Linked DNA regions of Cricetulus griseus: region 1 is linked to region 2. Evidence: chromatin contacts called from public Hi-C data. All regions are on one chromosome and are shown on one strand. Each heading gives the region's core, a stretch centred on a gene start, on an enhancer-like site or on the middle of the called end of the contact. The rest is flanking DNA. Distances are from core to core; before and after follow the strand shown. Region 1 holds the start of Irx5 (iroquois-class homeodomain protein IRX-5). Region 2 holds the start of Irx3 (iroquois-class homeodomain protein IRX-3).

Region 1 (3,810 bases), core at 83-2,582, 580 kb after region 2:
GCGAAACTTTGTGCATAGTTATGCTCCAGCCTGCGCGTTGCTGGATTGTGAAAGGCCACAAAATGCTTGGGTTGTGCGCTATGCCGGCCGCGGTCCTGGTTCACCAGCGCCCCTGTCTGTCCCTGAGCTCCAGTGCGTCTGTAATTTGCGGCGGTGGGAGGTAGAGACCAGGGGTGAGGGTCTGTTTTGCCTTCTCACTGTATTGCCCTGTGGTGGTGATGTTGCGGGGGAGCGGGGTGGGGGGGATCTGTCTGTGATTCATTGGTGAGTGTTTGCCCGGCCAGGGCCTCGCTAAACAAACAGCGGTTGGGTTAGACACTGTTCTGCCCAGTGTTTGCAGTGCAACGGGGGCGGGTGCGAGCGAGAGGGAAGGAGACTTAGTGGAACAAAAGGGAAGAGATCCCACACCCTCGGTCACCACAAACCTGGCGGGGCGAACTGCCCATAGCCAGCCATGAGAAGCAAGCAACGCTGCATGGGGTGGCAATGTGGCTGAGAGCGACCTGGGGGACCTACTCGGGTGTAACTGCTTCTCCGCCGCGTACTTCTTGCTCACTGCCTTCCTTGGTCCAAAGAAAAGCCACACCCCCACCCAGAGTCCCCAAGTCTCCTCACTAGCCTCCTCTAGCCTTCTGGCAGGGGTTGGTGGAAGGAAGGCCCAGCCAGGGTCCTTCAGCCTAGGCCTGGCTCTCGCCCACCTGCTGCTGCGGCTGGCAAAGAGAGGCGGTCATCTCGGCCTCTGTGTGCCCTGGGCGCGGACATCCATTGGCTCTTTCTGGGACCTAAATTCCAGGTCTCCGGCTCAACCTAGAGACCTTCGGCTGGAGGGAGAAGCCGCTGTGGAGCAAGTGACGAACCACCTCCGAGGCCAGTTTTCCGGAGAATAAGACGTCCGCCAACTTCGCTATTTGCACTGGCGAGAAGGGCGCTGAGCGTTCACCCAAGCGCAGCCCGGTGTCTCTTTCTTTCCCTTTGTGTTTCCGAGCGGCCCGACACACGACAGAGGCCGGTCGTGCGTCGAGATTGCCGCTCCGCCCAGAGTTAGCAGAGGAGAGCAAAGTTGGAAGCGATCGGCGCGCTTGGGATGTGATTGTCATCCTGGGGCCGGCGCTCGAGAGTCTGAGAAAGAGAGGAGAGGAAGAGTCAGGGAGGGAGGAGGGGGAGGTCGGGCAGAGGAGGAGAGGGGGGCGGCGGAGGAGAGGCGGGCGCTAGGGAGGGGCGAGGGGAGCGCCAGTGAGCGGGAGAGGAGCCGGGGAGGAACAGGGAGAGGGCGAGGCGCGCCTGGCGGCCGGGTTGGCTGCGGCCGCCCAGAGGCTCCTGCCAGTCCCCCCACCGACTACACCCCGGGAAGGAGGAGCTTCGCGCGCGCACAAGGCGTCAGAATCCTCAATTTCCAACTTAGCATCTTGGCAGGACCTTTGCAAAGCCAAAAGCAGAGCCCCCCGGTGCAAAGAGCGAGGGGGGGTGGGGGGAGAGAAAGCCTAGCCCGGGCAAGCGGGGCGCGCAGAGGTGCGGGCGCGGCGGTCGCAGCCGGAGGCGCGCGGGAAGCCAACCAGGAGGCGCCGCGGGCCGGAGCCCGGGAGCAGGGGCTCGAAGAGCTGCGGCCCGGGGCAACCAGAGGCCAGGTGCCCGCTCGCTCGCCCTCGCAGGGCGCCGCCCGGCTCGCTGGCCGCCGCGGCGCGGCGCGCCCCATGCCCGTGTGTGGCCATGTCCTACCCGCAGGGCTACTTGTACCAGCCGTCCGCCTCGCTGGCGCTCTACTCGTGCCCCGCATATAGCACCAGCGTCATTTCGGGGCCCCGCACGGATGAGCTCGGTCGCTCGTCTTCGGGCTCCGCATTCTCGCCCTACGCTGGCTCCACTGCCTTCACCGCTCCGTCTCCGGGCTACAACTCGCACCTCCAGTACGGCGCTGACCCCGCGGCTGCAGCCGCCGCCGCCTTCTCGTACGTGGTGAGTGAGCTGGATCCGCGGCGGGAGGGCGGGCAGCCGGGACCAGGCCTGCAGACCGTGGCTGGCTGCGGGGGACACGGGCCTAGGCGCCACCTCGTCCGCCCAGCTTCGCGGCCCTTGCAAACTTGAGCGATTGTCTTGCTCGCCTTCGCCCAAGCCTCAGGCTCCGGAGTAGCTCCCTCAAGAGCCACCACGTCTCCCGGCGATTGCTTAGCTAAAGAAGGGAAGGGTTTGGGGAGGGGTTGGGGGTGACTATTAAAGAACAACATTTGGCTCAAAGCTCTGGGCCAACCTGCATTTTTTTTTTTACGTTTTTTTCTTTTTGTTTTGCTATTTTAGAAAAGTAGTTCAAAAGAAGCAAAGCCGAATTCTGAACAGCGGTAGCGAGCAAAATCTATGTAAATGTGTTTGGCCTCGCCTTTAATTAATCCTCCAAAATGTTGCAAATCCATAATCCTATCTTCGCAATCCGATTTGAAAGTATTAAATTCTGAAACGTCCAGCGAGCTGCGGTGTATCCGGGTTTTTTCGGCCGGGTGTGCTTTCTGGAAAAGCGCAACCGCTTCGGTTAGGGATAGTATTTTTGGACCGTCGGTGTGCAGGCTAAAGCTCAGCTTGTCCTTAGAGTTTCTCCGAGGATTAAAGAAAGAGCCCGACGTCCCTTATTGCACCCAACAAGCGACCGCCCTGGCGTAGAGCTCTGAGTCGCTGCCGAGGTTGCTCAGGCCTCTAAGTGAACCGTGGGCCCTGCTGCAGAGGCCAGATCTGAGCCCCGGGTTTCTCAGTAGATGAGGGCCTTCAAGGTGGTGTGCCAAGCCCTGAACAGCCTCAGGGGTCCTGAAGGACCAGATTTAGAAATTGGGGGACCCACTGCCTTCTGAGGAGGGGGAGGGGTCACTTGTGTTTGAATTAACCAGCTCGGTCTGCCTCAGGGGAAGCTTGAGTGAGGGCCGCGCTGACATGCAGACCCAGGGACAGAGGAAAAGTAGGTTTCAGCCTTAGGTGGCAGTGAAGCCCACACCCCAACCACCACCACCACTCACTTAATCTCTGCCTACTCCCCCCCCCCCCCGCAGGGCTCTCCCTACGACCACACTCCCGGTATGGCAGGTTCCTTGGGGTATCACCCTTACGCGGCGCCTCTGGGCTCCTACCCTTACGGGGACCCCGCGTACCGGAAGAACGCCACTCGGGACGCCACAGCCACGCTCAAGGCCTGGCTCAACGAGCACCGCAAGAACCCGTACCCCACCAAGGGCGAGAAGATCATGCTGGCCATCATCACCAAGATGACCCTCACCCAGGTGTCCACCTGGTTCGCCAACGCTCGACGGCGCCTCAAGAAAGAGAACAAGATGACATGGACGCCACGGAACCGCAGCGAGGACGAGGAGGAGGAGGAGAACATCGATCTGGAGAAGAATGACGAGGACGAGCCACAGAAACCCGAGGACAAGGGCGACCTCGAGGGCCCCGAAGCAGGTTGGTGGATACGGGAAAGGGTGTGTTGAGTGGGACTTTAAAGGCAAAGGGGGCCTGGAGGGGGCGCGCACGGGTCCCTGCCTCTGCTGGCAGGAACCGGGGCCCCGCCGCGTGGCCTCCACGCCTCTGACAGCCTGGGTTTCTCCCACAGGAGGAGCAGAACAGAAGGCGACTGCGGGCTGCGAACGGCTGCAGGGGCCACCCAGTCCCGCCGGCAAAGAGACCGAAGGCAGCCTCAGCGACTCGGATTTTAAGGAGTCGCCCACTGAGGTCCGCCACGAAGAGCTGCCCAGGCCCCCGCGCGCAGGCGGGCCGTCCCCAAATGGGCCCGCAAACGCGCGTCTGGCGGAGGATGCGGGTCCTCACTACCCCGCG
Region 2 (3,819 bases), core at 163-2,662:
CCCCAGGAGGAGAACCTCCGGCTCCAGTAGGCGAGCGACGAGGGTTGTCCGGGCTGGTGGCCGTTTCAGCCAGTGACCAGATCTTGGGCTTCTGCAGGGCGGAGGAGGGCGCTGGTGCGGGAGCACAGGAGTCCAGGCCGGAGGGTGAAGAGGGTGTAGATGGAGGAGCCCTGGCCACAGGCGGTGGCACTGGGGCCAGACTTAGGACAGACAGTGGTCGCTCCTCCAAGCCTTCAGAGCTGTCGTCAGAGTCACTATTTTTGCAGTCCGAAATGGGTCCTAGGCCGAAGTCGCCGTTCCTGTGCGCTGCCCCAGTCAGGGCCAGGTCCGGCCCGGCTGCAGCGCTGTCTAAGTTTTCCAAATCGATCTCCTCATCCTCGTCGTCGTCGGCCAGGCCCTCGCCCCCCGTGTCCTCCTCCTCCCCTGCGAGCTCCTCCTCCTCCATCTCCAGCTCGCGTTTGCCCTCTTCCTCATCTTCCTCTTCGTCTTCCTCCTCCCGCTCGCTCCCATAAGCATTGCCCTCCTCGTCCGTGCGACTACGGGGTGCCCATGTCATTTTATTTTCCTTCTTGAGGCGCCGGCGCGCGTTGGCGAACCAGGTGGACACCTGGGTGAGGGTCATCTTGGTGATGATGGCCAGCATGATCTTCTCGCCCTTGGTGGGGTACGGGTTTTTGCGGTGCTCGTTGAGCCAGGCCTTGAGCGTGCTCGTGCTTTCGCGGGTGGCGTTCTTGGGACGGGACGGGTCCCCGAACTGGTACTGGCCGTAGGGGTAGAAGGCGGGGTGCGGGTGCGGGAACGCGGAGGCCGTGGCTGTGTGCTGCACCCCAGGGCTGTCCTTCAGCTCATATTGAGCGCCCTATACGCACATGGAAAAGGAAAGGGACACGCGCGGGGTAGCGCAAGTGAGCTCCAGCCGTCGCCGTCTCCACCCTCCCGCCGGGACCCCTGCACCCCAGCTCCAACCCCTCTTTCCCGGTTTTTTCCGGCTCTTACCAGCTGTGGGAAGATGGGCAGCTCCGTAGCGTAGGGCAGGAAGGCGCCGTAACCCTGCGCGGCAGCAGCTGCAGCTGCGGCCGCGGCGTAGGGTGCCCCGTACACGGACGAAAGCACATTGGATAGAGACCCCGAGGCTGCCAGCTCTGAGGCTCCGGCTCCCGGACCGCTCCGGCCCCCCGCGCTGCCGCCGCCGCCTCCTGCGGCTCCCGGGCGCTCCGGTGGGTAGAGCGGGCGGATGTACTGGTATCCGAGCTGGGGGAAGGACATGGTGGCCCGAGGGGCACCTACGTTGAGGGGGCCCGGCCCCCGGGGCCGCCGTGCTCAGAGCCGCACGCTGGCTCCGGAGCGCATCGGGGGCTGGGCCGAGCTCGGGCCGCGCTGCGCTGCGCTCCGCGTTCGCCTATTGATCTGCTCCGCGGCGGCGGCGGCGGCGGCGGCGGCGGCGGCGGCGGCGGCGGCGCGGCGGCGGCAGCGGCAGCGAGGAGTCAGGTCAGGTCCGAACAGATTGGCCGAGATTCCCTGGGCTCCGGGCTCTGATTGACATTTCTACGGGGCCTCAAGCCCCTCCTCTCTGCGCCGCTCTCCCTCCTCTAGGCCTGGAGAGCTGCTCTGCGCGCAGCGCTCAGTTCTGTCCTCTCCCGAAGCTGTGTCGCGCCTCGCTTCCTTCGCCCTCCTATAGTTTACACTCCCCTCCTGTCCTTTCCTCTCCCCTCCCCTCGCTGCGTCCTCCCCACCCCTCCCCCTGATCGCTTCCGCTCCCGAGGCTCCTTCGCAGTCTCGGGCGCTTGGAAACTGCGGTTCTTTTTCCTCTTTCCCTTTCTCACAGTTGCTTTTGCTCACCTCTCTTTACTTTTCCTAGTCTGACTCCTCTCTTTTAAATCTTTTTTTTCTCTCCCTCTCTCAGTCTCTCTTCCTTCTCCCTGGTCTCTGTTCTGTGTCCTGAGCTAAAACGACCTAAAGTTGTAGACACTTAGAATGCTGTGCAGGGGGTGTGTGTCCGCGTCAGTGTCTGTGTGTCCGTCCCCGCCCTTCCACCCCCTCCCTCACCCTTCCCCAAATCTCGAGTCTGACGTTGCGCCCTCTTATTCGACTTTTCCTCGCGTCTCCTCCTGGAGTCTCCAATCACCCGGGAGCCTTCTGGGCGAGGCGGCCTTCCCTCGCGAATACAGAGCGCCGGGAGGGGCGGGGCGGGCCGGGCCGGGACGCAGTCTTTTCCCGCCCCCCTCCTGCCGGCACAGGGAGGGGAGAGCCCAGACCAGGAGTGGAGGGTTAGTACAGGGTCACCTCTCCCCTCGGGTCTTCCAACTCCTCGCTTTTCAGCCCCCACAGCAGCTGTAGTTCCGGGGTGGGACGGGACCCCGGCTCCAGGCTGGCACCCGGGTTTTTCTGTGCGATGCTGTTTCCCTTTGCAGTTCTCAGCTCTGGTCCCTAGGACGCTTCCAATAGCCTAAGCGGGCAGCAAAAAGGGCAGCTAAAAGAGTTGAGCGTGCAGCCTGGGAGTAGGGAGAGCTGCCCCTCTGATCTTTTAAAAGACCGAATCTGTGTCGGGGAAACCCTACAGTTCACCACGTTAACACCTCCGGGGTACCTCGGTGAGAATTCTCATTAGAAAGTGAGTTTGGCGCCCAGGTGGTCTTGCGGAGCAAGCAGAGTTGGAGCTCCTGGCTATGGGGTGGGGGAGGAGCAGAGAGAGCCTCACCGCGGAGGCTCTGGGAACTTTCTGAGAGCACTTCGAGAAGTTTCTGTGTTGATGTTTTTGGTCGATTACGACCATTCATTTCACTGTCCCTTCTCCTGTTCTCTGGGCCCAAGGCCAGTGTTTTCTTTTGGTGACAATCCCCTAGAGCCGAGGAGCGTGTGCATGTGGGGGGTGGGGAGCCAGACTCGTTTTCTGGTAGGATATCTAAATGTTTTATGGTAGGATAACTAAATCTAACTTGAAATGTAGTGTTCAATTGCCCACCTTCACGGATTACGGTGGGCAGTGAAAAGCCACACTGAAATGCTCGGAATAGCTGTGGCTATTTAGACTGTGGCGATTTAGACTGTGGCGACGACCCACGCGCGGGCCAGGCCTGCTGCGGGCCTGCGGCCCAGACAACTCCCGGACTGCGATTCTTTAGTAGAGCGAGGAGCCCAACTTAGAGGTAGAAACACCACTCCCGCGTCTCCAGGTGATCTACGAAACAAGTCTGAATTCCCAGTGGAGGGATCTGAGGGTTCCGGGCTGATTGGCTCTGGTATGAATAGTTAAGTCAGGAAATGAAGGTTTCTTTCGCCCTGGCCCTGGACTCCAGTCAAAAGTGGAGTCCGTGTGCCACCTCTGTTACATTCCATGGGCCTTTGTACGGGCCTAAGGTTCCAGGAGGTGCCACTCAGAAAATTAGTAGGGAAGCACGGACCGAAGTTTGGGGAGCTGCCTAAGGTTTAGAGTTCAATGGCAGCATCTGGAATCTCCCTAAATTCTCTCTGTGCGGCTTCTCTGTTCCTTCCTGGCCCTCCTTGCCGGGTGCGGGGTGAGCCTTACAGAGGTTGGCTTTCGGTGAGCCTGACAGAGGAGGCACTGCAAGGCCAGCTGTGGCCTTCAAATGCTTTTCCCTAGCCTGATTCCGTTTCTGGTTAAATCTGTCAAGGGAAGCTCACCTGTTCAGGAAGGGTCTTAGGGGTACAGAATCGGGGTAATATTATTTCCTAGGATCTTTCCTATGTATAGGGCTGTGAGTTTTGCTAGGCAGCTGTGAAGACCTACCTAAACAGTGGTGGACCAGGCCAATAAGCAATAGCCAGATTACAAGGTGGGCGAAGAGGCTTCTTTGTATG

What was found. A called contact is a pair of places that touch in the nucleus more often than the background predicts.
Region 1: a Hi-C map of fibroblasts shows a contact between it and region 2, with 12 times the contacts expected there. The contact joins the promoter of Irx5 here to the promoter of Irx3 in region 2. A contact is called at or near these places in 4 of 8 Hi-C or Micro-C datasets (the CHK-Q cell line, the CHO-K1 cell line and fibroblasts).

Annotation. Positions count from the first base shown.
Region 1 is chr3:168,061,929-168,065,738 of CriGri-PICRH-1.0, forward strand. It overlaps Irx5 (iroquois-class homeodomain protein IRX-5), which reads left to right and starts at 1,333. Exons shown (of 3, transcript XM_027405595.2): 1 at 1,333-1,953; 2 at 3,030-3,435; 3 at 3,587-3,810. The coding sequence starts at 1,708. LOC118238499 reads left to right here. Exons shown (of 3, transcript XM_035441677.1): 3 at 794-1,162. The coding sequence ends at 887.
Region 2 is chr3:167,480,736-167,484,554 of CriGri-PICRH-1.0, forward strand. Irx3 (iroquois-class homeodomain protein IRX-3) reads right to left here and starts at 1,413. Exons shown (of 5, transcript XM_035442583.1): 1 at 997-1,413; 2 at 1-859. The coding sequence starts at 1,266. It overlaps LOC103160963 (a long non-coding RNA gene), which reads left to right and starts at 1,806. Exons shown (of 9, transcript XR_004769252.1): 1 at 1,806-2,611.